Linked DNA regions of Mus musculus: regions 1 and 3 are each linked to region 2. The links are chromatin contacts, called in public Hi-C and HiChIP or PLAC-seq maps. All regions are on one chromosome and are shown on one strand. Each heading gives the region's core, a stretch centred on a gene start, on an enhancer-like site or on the middle of the called end of the contact. The rest is flanking DNA. Distances are from core to core; before and after follow the strand shown. Region 1 overlaps Pacrg (PARK2 co-regulated). Region 2 overlaps Prkn (parkin RBR E3 ubiquitin protein ligase). Region 3 overlaps Pacrg (PARK2 co-regulated).

Evidence for each region. A called contact is a pair of places that touch in the nucleus more often than the background predicts. HiChIP or PLAC-seq counts read pairs in DNA pulled down with a chosen protein or histone mark.
Region 1: a contact with region 2 is called in a Hi-C map of forebrain, with 4 times the contacts expected there. The contact joins two enhancer-like sites. A contact is called at or near these places in 9 of 484 Hi-C or Micro-C datasets (cerebellum, cerebral cortex, cortical neurons and 5 more), 1 of 115 datasets of contacts at active chromatin or transcription factors (embryonic stem cells) and 1 of 9 other capture datasets (embryonic tail).
Region 3: an H3K27ac HiChIP or PLAC-seq map of oligodendrocyte precursor cells shows a contact between it and region 2, with 13 times the contacts expected there. The contact joins two enhancer-like sites. A contact is called at or near these places in 4 of 39 promoter capture datasets (cranial neural crest, hippocampal neurons, maxillary cranial neural crest and 1 more), 4 of 484 Hi-C or Micro-C datasets (the HL-1 cell line, bone marrow-derived macrophages, cardiomyocytes and 1 more), 2 of 115 datasets of contacts at active chromatin or transcription factors (embryonic stem cells and oligodendrocyte precursor cells) and 1 of 9 other capture datasets (embryonic stem cells).

What each region holds. Positions count from the first base shown.
Region 1 is chr17:10,743,521-10,746,894 of GRCm38.p6, forward strand. All of the region lies in intron 2 of Pacrg (PARK2 co-regulated), which reads right to left. Among named protein-coding and RNA genes, the nearest start is that of Gm16169, 63 kb to the right of the region's middle. Within about 2 kb of position 1,736, at least 82 of the 459 cell types and tissues checked have an H3K27ac peak or open chromatin away from gene starts, as enhancers often do. A contact at or near this core is called in cerebellum, cortical neurons and forebrain, where this site is marked.
Region 2 is chr17:11,971,196-11,974,838 of GRCm38.p6, forward strand. The region is part of intron 9 of Prkn (parkin RBR E3 ubiquitin protein ligase); the gene reads left to right. Gm46604 (a long non-coding RNA gene) reads right to left here. Exons shown (of 6, transcript XR_001782243.2): 3 at 236-1,690. Among named protein-coding and RNA genes, the nearest start is that of Gm52293, 58 kb to the right of the region's middle. Within about 2 kb of position 1,661, at least 30 of the 459 cell types and tissues checked have an H3K27ac peak or open chromatin away from gene starts, as enhancers often do. A contact at or near this core is called in cerebellum, cortical neurons, forebrain and 2 more, where this site is marked.
Region 3 is chr17:10,505,952-10,509,417 of GRCm38.p6, forward strand. The region is part of intron 4 of Pacrg (PARK2 co-regulated); the gene reads right to left. The region is part of intron 2 of Gm16168 (a long non-coding RNA gene); the gene reads left to right. Among named protein-coding and RNA genes, the nearest start is that of Gm16168, 14 kb to the left of the region's middle. Within about 2 kb of position 1,715, at least 53 of the 459 cell types and tissues checked have an H3K27ac peak or open chromatin away from gene starts, as enhancers often do. A contact at or near this core is called in hippocampal neurons and oligodendrocyte precursor cells, where this site is marked.

The DNA of each region.
Region 1 (3,374 bases), core at 486-2,985, 1.2 Mb before region 2:
TTGACTTATTTTGGATTACCACAGAGAAAAAACTTACAATTTCTTAAGATCTATTTTTAGGTTAGGGAACAAAGGAAATTGCAAAATGTCAAATAAAGAAACTGGTCCTGTAGCCACTCCATTAGTATGCAGTACTTTGAAAAAAAAATAGAGAAACCCAAGATGTCTCCAGTTTAAAAGTTTCTGAAAACAAGAATGGCCCTGAAGTGTACATGTTCCTACAGTCTGATTCTGTTCTCATAGGGGCCACCAGTTAATTACTGTCAGGCTCAGGATGTGAAGCCACCAATATCTTCATGCAGAGTATTCTCTACAGAGAAGAAGCAAGGAAGCAGATCTGCAGGAGGGTCCCGTCATGGCCGGTGCTCTCTCTCTAGTGAGGACGCTGGAAACTGGAATTTCTTGCCTTCTCCAAGGCAGCTTTGGAGCCTAGGAAGGTCACTCTTGCCCTGCCTTCGATGGAGCCTCACATGACAGGAAGGAAGGAAAGCAATACAGGAACTCTGAGGAGAACGCTCTCACACGACTTTGTTAAGTTTCCTAGTGCACTGTCTGAACTACACAGATGAGCGTGCTACCTAGTTTATTTCTGAAGGATGCCTGTGTCACAAAGTTCTCGCTAGGCATTTCTTTGTTGCTATTGCGGCCTCAGTCCTGTTCCTCGTGATGGATTAGGAGAAGATAACATTTCTTCAGCCTGTAACATCCTTGGGTATTATAATCCAGGGCCACAGTCTACTGAATATTCTTAGACACATCAGCACAATTATTAAATCGATCTGGATGTTTAAATTAACAGTTGATGTTTTCCAGTAATTTTTCATAAATCATTTGGTTTGCCAGATAATAACAAGAATATGTACACATTTATTTTTAAAGAACCGTCTGTCGAGTTGCATAAAAGGCAAGTTCGATATGATGGCCAGAAAAGACAGGAATGGGGCAGGCGGCATAGTTCCATTCCTCCAACAAAGTGTGGACAATGAGCATATTTTATATTTAGATTTGGTTTATTGAGGGGACCTTAAACTTTTTTTTAAAGTGCACATGAATCGTCTGGAGAAATCAGAGTCTAAAGTGATTAATTAGAACTTATTTTGTCCTGAACAGATTTACTAAGCATTTTTCAAATAGCCACAATGTTTGTAATTACCAGAATCACACCTCCATTGGCCAGCCTTACTTACTTCATGCATGAACAACAATCTGATTGAGCACTCTTGTTAGGGTTTCATTCTGCGCTGTAATTAGCCATAATCATAGCCTTCCTGGGTGCATGAGAATGTGCAAGCAACTATTCACAGACTCAGCCCATTTGAATATGAATCTTCTCAGTGAGGAGCAATAAAGCAGGAGAAACAAAACAGTTTCTCTAGGGAATCCAGTGAAGCCTCTCTCCTCTGATTCTGCCCCCTTCAAAATGTTCTCCCTCCAGGCTCTGGATTCTATTTGCTAAAACAAGGGTGGCTTAATGAAGACAATGGCCTATTATTCCTTAAGTGACACAGGAGGGCCCAAGTATTACAGGCTTAGTTCTTTCAGTCTTTGCTAAGGACACAAGGAACAAAAGAACAAGCAATTGTGTGTGGAGAAGAGAATTCGGTTCAGGCTCCACTTGGGGACCACTCAGAATGAGATGGGGCCATGCTATTCTTACGCTCTGAGGAGGCTGGTGCATGCTGGCTTTCTTCTCTTTCTTCCCCTCTTCACCCCCCTGCAAATGACTCAGGCATTACAGAAAAAGGCTCCAAGCAGCAGGGATAGAAAGCAAAGGCTTAGTGGAGGAGGGGTGACATTTCTGATCCCATCCCAAGCACATTCAAAGTGAGCCACCTACTGGCAAGCTCCTCTCTTCCTGTTCTCCTCACGCTCTAATCCCCTCAACTCTTAAGGGAAGACCTAGGGAAACAGGCTGAGATCAGCCACAAGGATTTTCAGCCAAAAATGGAGACATAAAATAGGAATGCCTTCATGGCAGTATGGAGTCTTTGAGAGAAAACGGTTTGGACCAGTAGAAGTATGCCAAAATGTCAGACATGAAGGGTTGCTTAAAATGCTGTGTGCTCCGCACAGAAAATTAAAGATGACTCTAGTTTACTAAAATATATTGATTTCGAGATTCATGAAGTTAAGTCAACTAATCGTTTAAACCAGTTAAACCACATCAGAATGGTCTTGCCCTTGACTAACTTTCAGTTCTTCAATGCATTTGTTTCCTGTTTTGTTGCTTGTTGTTTTTTTGTTTCAGAGACATTATACACCGCTAATAAAATATCTGTTTGAATTCTTTGTGGGCATTTTTACCACGGGAAGGCTCAAGGGCTGTAATGTGACCCTAATCATTTTCTGACCACCTTACAAGTTTAGGATCTGCATCATCCTGACAAAGTGAGCCCTCTAAGACTACCTGAAGGAATCAACTACTGGAATTTCAACTGTGGTCTCCTGTTCGTAGGTACGCGAATGTGTGTGTGTGAGAGTGCATGCGTGCATGCATGCATGTATAATCACATTTGAAGGTCTGAGTAAAACTGTGACCATTCCTGGTACAGTATGGTATACATTTTGGGGTCACTAGAAGTGACAACCAAAGGCATGTCATTGAAGAGATCTGACATGCTGAATCATGTCTCCTACCAGGTGTACATTATGAACCTGGTAAGTCCAACAGAGCCAGGGTCACACTCTCCTAAGAAGGGACTCAGTATGCTGATGTGCTGAGGTCACCTTGTTAACCTGGAAGTTGTAGACATTTTCACAAATCTCTCACCATAAGATGCATTTTCACGAACATGAGGACTTCTTCGGAATATCCCCTGATGGTCTCTCTAGTGGGGTTCTTACCCTATTTGTAGGCTATTTTCTTGTTTAAAGCTACTATATTGTTTTCATAGAATAATATGTGATTTCAAACAGACTTATCATACTTAAATCACTCTGAAAAGCACAAGAATGCCCATGACATTAGTTTAAACTGAAGGCTGACAGAGGCCACCATTCCTAATATTTTTTCTTAAAATTTTTTTTTTATTTCATGTACATTGGTGTTTTGCCTGTCTATATGTTTGTATGTATGCATGCATGATGCCTGATATAAGGGTGTCTGATCCCCAGGAACTGAAGTTATAGACAGTTGTGAGGTGCCATGTGGGTGCTGGGAATAGAACCTGGGTCCTCTGGAAGGACAGCCAGGGCTCTTAACCCCCGAGTCATCTCTGCAGCCACTATTCCTAATAATTTCAAAACTAAAAATTACAGTACAGCTATCACTTGTCATCTGGCTCTGTGGCTAGTTGGGGTGCTTTAATAGACCTTGGTTCGCCCAAGCCTTATTCCAGCCACAGTAGGTGTGGTCACAATGATGCTATTATTCC
Region 2 (3,643 bases), core at 411-2,910:
GCTGGAGTGGTGATTTGGTGGTTAAAAGCACTGACTGCTCTTCCAGAGGTCCTGAGTTCAGTCCCAGCAACCACAGGGTGGCTCACAACCATCTATAGTGGGATCCAATGCCCTCTTCTGGTGTGTCTGAAGAGAGCTACAGTGTACTTACATACATAAAATAAATAAACAAATAAGATGCTATCTCAAAAAACAAACAAAAAAAAAAAAAAACTCCAAATCCTCTGGCTCTTACCTTCCTTCTCCCTCCTCTATATAGATCTTCCCTGAGCCTTGGGTGTAGGGGTTGGTTGGAGATACACCAGTGGGCACTGGGCACACCACAGTTACCCGTTCTCTGCATCTTGAGCAGTAGTGAATCTCTGTAGTCATTTCCACGCTCTGCAAAAGAAGCTTGTTCAATGAAGGGTACAATGGTAAGAATTTAGGACACCGTAAGAAGATATATTGATTTAGGAAAATGCCAGCATGGGTTCTCTTCTCAAATATACAACCTCTCTGGCTGTGGGTAGTTGGCTAGATTTTACAGGCATGAACAGGTCTTAGTGAGCCTATTGTGCAGGCCTTAAATCCACGGAGATAGCCATTGGTTAACCCTGTGGTGTACGTGCCATGATTACACCATAACATATCAAGTGCCCCACTAGTCATCGACATGCTTCTTAGACTTCACGTCTGGGTAGGACTACTGGCTGTTCCTCCTCCTTGGCAACTTGCACCGTGCAATACTATAAAAGGCAGCCTTCAGGGATGGGGTATTCTACCAGGTCAGAACCAGCTCAGCCCCTCTGAGTTCCGTATCCAAAGTGTGTAGTGTCTTCACCACCAGGCTCTTACCTTCAAGTTCCAGGAGGCAACCATGGGTGACAGCAATAACCTGTACCATTTGGGAGGCCTCTTGGGTCGCCCTCAGCAGCTACTGAAAGGGAGGTTTTCATCGTCTCTCATTCTCATTTCCATCAGATAGTTTATGGAATGGGGATGGGGGAGAGGGGTTATCACTCCATATGGTATAATTCCATTTAAACCATTTACCCAAGTAAGATAATGTATGGATAAGGATAGACTATGTCTAACATATCATCCTCCATAAAGGAGCCCAATTATTTGGTTATCTAAATAACAGCACTAACAACCATTATCATGCATGAGTCACTGGGTGAATATACAAGTCTCTGTCTGTTGTATAAATGCTGTGCTTACATTCCCTTATTATTAGAGACTTACTGAAACATTCCATCCATTTCAACATCCATGGTATATGTGTTCTCGGTAGGCAGCAATGGGTAGCAGAATTTTTTGTTTATATTGAAATACAGTATAACTCTACTTCCTGTCTCTCAGAACGCCAGCGTCCTTCACAAGCTAAAACAAGTAGGAAATGCTTATGGGGTCAGGCAGTTAGGGCTGAGGGACTGCCAGGCCAGGAAGAGCTAGCTCTCACTGCGGTGCTGAAGTTCTGGAAGCAAACACTGTGTGGGAGGCCTGGAGAAAGAGTGAATTGTTGTTCGCACCTCAGCTTTGATTTGGAGACACCTGCGAGAGAAAATGCCTCTCTCTCGGTACTTGCTGGTTATTTTATTTCCAGAAAACACGCTTGTTATTTTAGCCGAGGTAATTGCCTGAGCTCCGGGGATGATTTGTCATAAATGAACAGTGACATCTATAGGTAGATCAGAGTAATACGTATCTGTAGGAAAAAAAAAAAAAGCAACTGTTCTCAGTTGTTATATGACCGCCCAAAATAATGTCAAATGCTTCTGTTTGAGAGAGGAAAGAGGTAACACTAGAGTTGAAAAAAAAAAAAAAAACTAAAACGACACAGAGACAGACAGGTAGATAGAGGCAGAGGACATTTCTGGACAAAGGTAAGTCGGAAATCCCTGGGGTTTCTGACAAACCGGCTTGTCTGTTGCAGGTTCTTCTGTGCTGGTGCCAAGTAAGAATTTTGGCTTCAGTCACCAATTTTTCTTCTCTCCTTTGGTTAAACAGATCGATCAGCAGAGGCTGCTCCAAAGGCACTGTTCATTTAAACCATTTACATAGCAACATTTCCAAAGTTAATCCCCCACCCTGCTTCGGCAGCCTTGAGATTTAAGCATTTCCATGGATCTGTCCGATGTCTTCTCAGGACAGCTACCAGCCCCCCGGCTGTTCAGTGAGAATAAGCCGGTCTAGACGCAGTAGCTATACAGGTGGCTACATACTCGTCTTGTTACCCTCTGCCAGGTGCCCATGAAGTTGGCTGGATCCCATGAGAGGTGGCTGCAGTCCCCAGGGTTTCTGAGACCCCTGATAGGTCACACTGCTGTGGGTCAGGGGCAAACCCAGCAGCTAGATTGAGGGCAGAAAAGCCAAGTTTCTCTCTGTCCTTGGCTAAGCTTCACCCAGGGCCCTGTGCCCGGGGAATTTATTGCACATTGTTAATTTACAAAAGCCTGCGCCGTTGGCTTAGGGATAATTCTGCTAGGCTCCACCCAAGAGCTACCTAGCAACAGCTTGCATAGCTGCCTGCCAGGTGCAAGCCAACCTGGTGTGTAAGGAGGACTGCTCACCTACTCCAACTCCCTCTTCCCTCCCTCTCTTTCTCTCTCTCTGCCCCCCCCTTCATGTGTGTGTGCCCTTCTCTATCTCCACCTTCTATTCTCCTAATTCCCCACATGTCCCTGGCCAGCCTTGTCTCCTCTTCCTCTCTCTGTCCTTCCTTCCTCTCTCTTCTCTCTCTGTCCTTCTCTACCCCCTTCGTTGCTCTGCCTTTCCCTCTTTCCAGGTGCCCCTCCATTCCCCCCAATAAACCTCCTTTTGTACAAGGCCTGTTGCCTGGTGGTGATCCCTCGGGGGAACACCTTAGCTGCCCCTCTGAGGTGCTCCCTCCTGCCCTATTATACTGCCAGTTTACAAAACACAACACACACTTTCCATCCAATGAGTCTGGCTGTTAAAACCCAGAGGTGGTTGAAACATTTGATTGACAGATAAAGTCTCCAATACCTGGGAATCACAAAGGCCAATGACTTCAACTTTCTTATGCCTAAGGAACCCCCCCCCACCCCCCCCACCCCCCCCAGCTCCTGGGAACAACACAGCTTCATTTTCTCTTCCTCCTCTTATGAACAAATCCCATCCTCAGCATTACATGAGAAGGTCAGTTCATATTCTTTGAGTCACAGATTGAATCGGGGACACGTGGTCATGAAGCCATCAGATGGTTTTCATAGGCAAACAAGTAAGACCTGGTTGCCATCAAAACTGTGCACCAGCAAACACAATCTGTTCAAGGCTCAGGAGAGGAGGCAGAGTTGCTGGCCCCACTGGTTCCCTGGCTCATAGCTCTCTCTCTCTCTCTCTCTCTCCTCTCTCTCCCTCCCTCTCCCTCTCCCTCTCCCCTCTCATTTCTCATTGCTTCTTCTACAGACATGGCTTCCAATGCCATACATCCCATCCATCTCCCCCCCCCTATATATCCAACACATGCTGTGCGTGTAGACAGGCAAGACCTTCAAAGGATGAGCCCCGGCAGGAGGGGTTGGAGCCTGTCAGCATGACAGCACACCTCCATCAGAATATACATAGCATTGAAAACCTCACTCATAGACACAGCCAGATCATGGATGCTTCTGCTCTCTCAGAGGGATAATGAGAG
Region 3 (3,466 bases), core at 465-2,964, 1.5 Mb before region 2:
GCATGACTAGGCAGGCATGACAGACCTGCTGACCCAGCTTTGAATAGGGCATAGTGAATACAAGTAAAAACCCGCCACCTTACATTCTATAAGTGTTGCAATTATTATGTGCAAACTGGGGGTGAATATGACCCAATAAAAATACCATTAAAATATTTTAAACACTAAAGAAAGAGTGGATCTTGAAAAAATACAACACTATCATCTTCTTAGAGTTTTGGACAGAATTAAGTTAGTTTATTATGTGGATGTAGCCCTTTACTCTGTGACAAACTAAATAATGTTCAGTTTTTCCACTTTCAGCAAAACCATAATTTTTCTGTATAATCATGATCAAATTGATACAATTCCTCTCAAGGAAACGGCACCTGATTAATTTAATGGGGCTGGAATTTTTAATAAGTATGCCGTGACCAAGGGAAGACAGATGAGCAGGAGACTCTAGTACTTTTGGCTTGTAACTGGACCATCTCATCACCATGAGTGAGTTTTAAAACAACAGCATGCCAGACAACAGCTCAGGGAACCTCAGTGATCAAAGATCTGTCCTGCTTGGTGTTTAGCCTGGGCACTTGCCTGATCCAAACAAGTGGCCCAGGAAGACTCACATGAGTCTCTTTTCATGACTCACAAATAAGCTGTAAAAGGGTCTTCACTCACTATTTGTAAGTTTTAGCCACAGTCCAGCCAAGTGTAACCTTTAAGCTTTGTCTGATACGTCTAGAGACAGAACCAGAACTCAGTTCTTGCTCTCTAAGCTAATAGTGACAAGGGGATTGCCAGCCTTACACAGCACATGGACCACATTGTCACAGGAACACACACACACACACACACACACACACTGTACTTAGGAGAAACTGCAATTTTTAATTGTCGGAAAATACTGCAACTTTTCTTTTTCCAGTTGAAATGGCATAGAGATTTTAACAAATGAAGTTTTGTAATGATTTTTCTCTTTTGGCACCATGCAAGTTCAGAAAAAGACATTATGGCAGACTGGCTTTTGCTACAAAATAACAAGTAAGAAGGGGAAATATTGTGTCAGTTAAGGGATCCTGTCTGATTTTGTGCTCATCCAGCCAGACACTAGATAGTAATAAGAAGACTATGCTTAATTCGAAATGGAATATTTTACAGTGACAGGCTTGGAGATGTATCCCCTACTAGCACAGATGGCAGAAAAATGCCTAGCGATTCCTTTTTTTTTTTTCAGATTTCATGTCGTGCTGTGGGAAGATATGGCTGAAATAAATACATTTTATTTTGCTTTGTGACATTTTTCCATATGATTTAATTATAGAGAAGGGTACATAAGAGAGGTTTGTTATTAAGTGGGGCCCATTATGTGCTTAAGAACAAACTCACATCTTTTGTCTGGAGCACATTTTTAGAAAATAAATTGTGCACGCCATGTAAATAATATGACATTTGGTTGCAGTCAATTTGCTTGATGTGTTTTGCCCGAAGGAACAGGTGATCCAAAGTTTAATCTGCCCCTCGCCTGCCTATTCTTAATAACTTGGCACGGTGAGCAGTTTGGGGATATCAATATACCAATTAACTAAATAATCCTTTCACTGATGCCGAAATAAAGGGTTGATTCTAATCTACATTTTTGTTGTTGCTCTCCACGTCGTTGTTGGGCAGGGCAAATGGAACAGGCAAAGCAGTGAGCTCAGACAGCTTGGGAGAAGACAGAGCCACTGTGGCCCTGCCAGATGCCCAGGGACACAGCACAAAACGCTCTCACATGCCTCTCGCAGAGCAGGGACACTCTGGGACCCACTCCAGCTACCGTGGCCAAGCGCCCCCCCCCCCCCATCTCTCCACCCCTCCCCCCGTTACCCACACAGGCATTTCTTTTACATTCAGTTTGTGTTTGCATCGAATCAAAGGGGTTTCTTAGTGAAACCAGTAAAAATAAGAACACTTGTATTATATTAGAGCACTCCCTCCCTCCCTCCCTCCCCAGTCCATTCCGGACTTAAAACAGTGTTTGTAAAAGTAAGCAAATGGGGTACTGAAGCCCCTTCATTCTCTCCCCTTTCTCTTCTCCTCTGTCTGACAACTAGTCTTTCAGCGCTCCCCTGCCCACTCTCCAGTGATGGCCCCATCTTTCTTATCAGTTGGACTTTGCTGTGCTGGCTAGCTTTATGTCAACTGGACACAAGCTAGAGCCACCTGAGAGGAAGGAATCTCAATGGAGAAAAGGCCTGCTTAAGGTCAGGCTGCAAGCAAGCCTGTAGGGCATTTTCTTAATTAGACACTGATCTTGGAAGGCCCAGCCCATTGTGAGTGGTGCCATCCCTGGGCAGGAAGTCTCGGGCTCTACAAGAAAGCAGGTTGAGCAAGCCACGGTGAGCAAGCCTGTAAGCAGTGCTCCTCTGTGGCCTCTGCATCACTGCCTACCTCCAGGTTCCTGTTGTAATGATGGACTGAGATGTGGAACTGTAAGCCAAGTAAAACTTTTCCTCCTCAAGTTGCTTTTGATCATGGTATTTTATTCCAGCAATAGTCACTCTGACTAAGACATGGACAAGCCTTGAAGGCTTAACTCTGAATTCCTCAGGGATATCTGTACTGGACATGATGTTCCTCACCTGCTGCTCTTAACTAATTCTCCAGCACTCTCCCTAATATCCAGTTGCTTCAAGGATGCAGGGTTCTGGAGTTCTGGTATGTTTTCCCCTATAGGAAAGTAGCATCCTTAAGACTGAAGCTTTGTCCCCTTGAGGCTGTATTTTCTTTTTTTTTTCAAGACAGGGTTTCTCTGTATAGCCCTGGCTGTCCTGGAACTCACTTTGTAAACCAGGCTGGCCTCGAACTCAGAAATTCACCTGCCTCTGCCTCCCAAGTGCTGGGATTAAGGGCGTGCGCAACCACGCCCGCCCGGCTAGAGGCTGTATTTTGGAACCCAGTGCTGCTAAGCACCCTCTGCCAGCAGTGTACCTTTATGTGAGTCCCTGTTTCTACCAAGCTTTCCCATGGTTCCTCATGGCCACTTCCTTCCTCCCAGAGCCCTAAGGGTCCCCGCCTGCATGCAGGGTATATGGAGCCAGAGCTTCTGAGTAAGGCCATGCCTTCCTTGTCTCTATGTCTTTCTCGGCTGTCCCCAGTCTGGACTGACTGTATTTTCTCCAGAAGTCCTAGCCACCCGTCAGGGCTTCCCCCCACAGGGCACTTTTATAGATTCCCATTCTGAATGTTCCACATGAGTTTGAAACTCTGGTCACTGTGCACAGTTGGCTCCTGGTAGGCTGAGGCCTTGGAGTTAGGGATGAGGGATTCTTACTTTGGTAACAAATGGGGACCCAAAAGAAGTTTAGAATATGCTTTTTGCTGTCAAGCGTCTGGTAAGACTCACCACTGCAACGCCTAGAACTCTAAAGCAGGACTGATATCATGAGCCCAGTCAGCACTGAGAGAGGCTCACTCTAGTTTCCCATCTCTAAGCTACATGGCC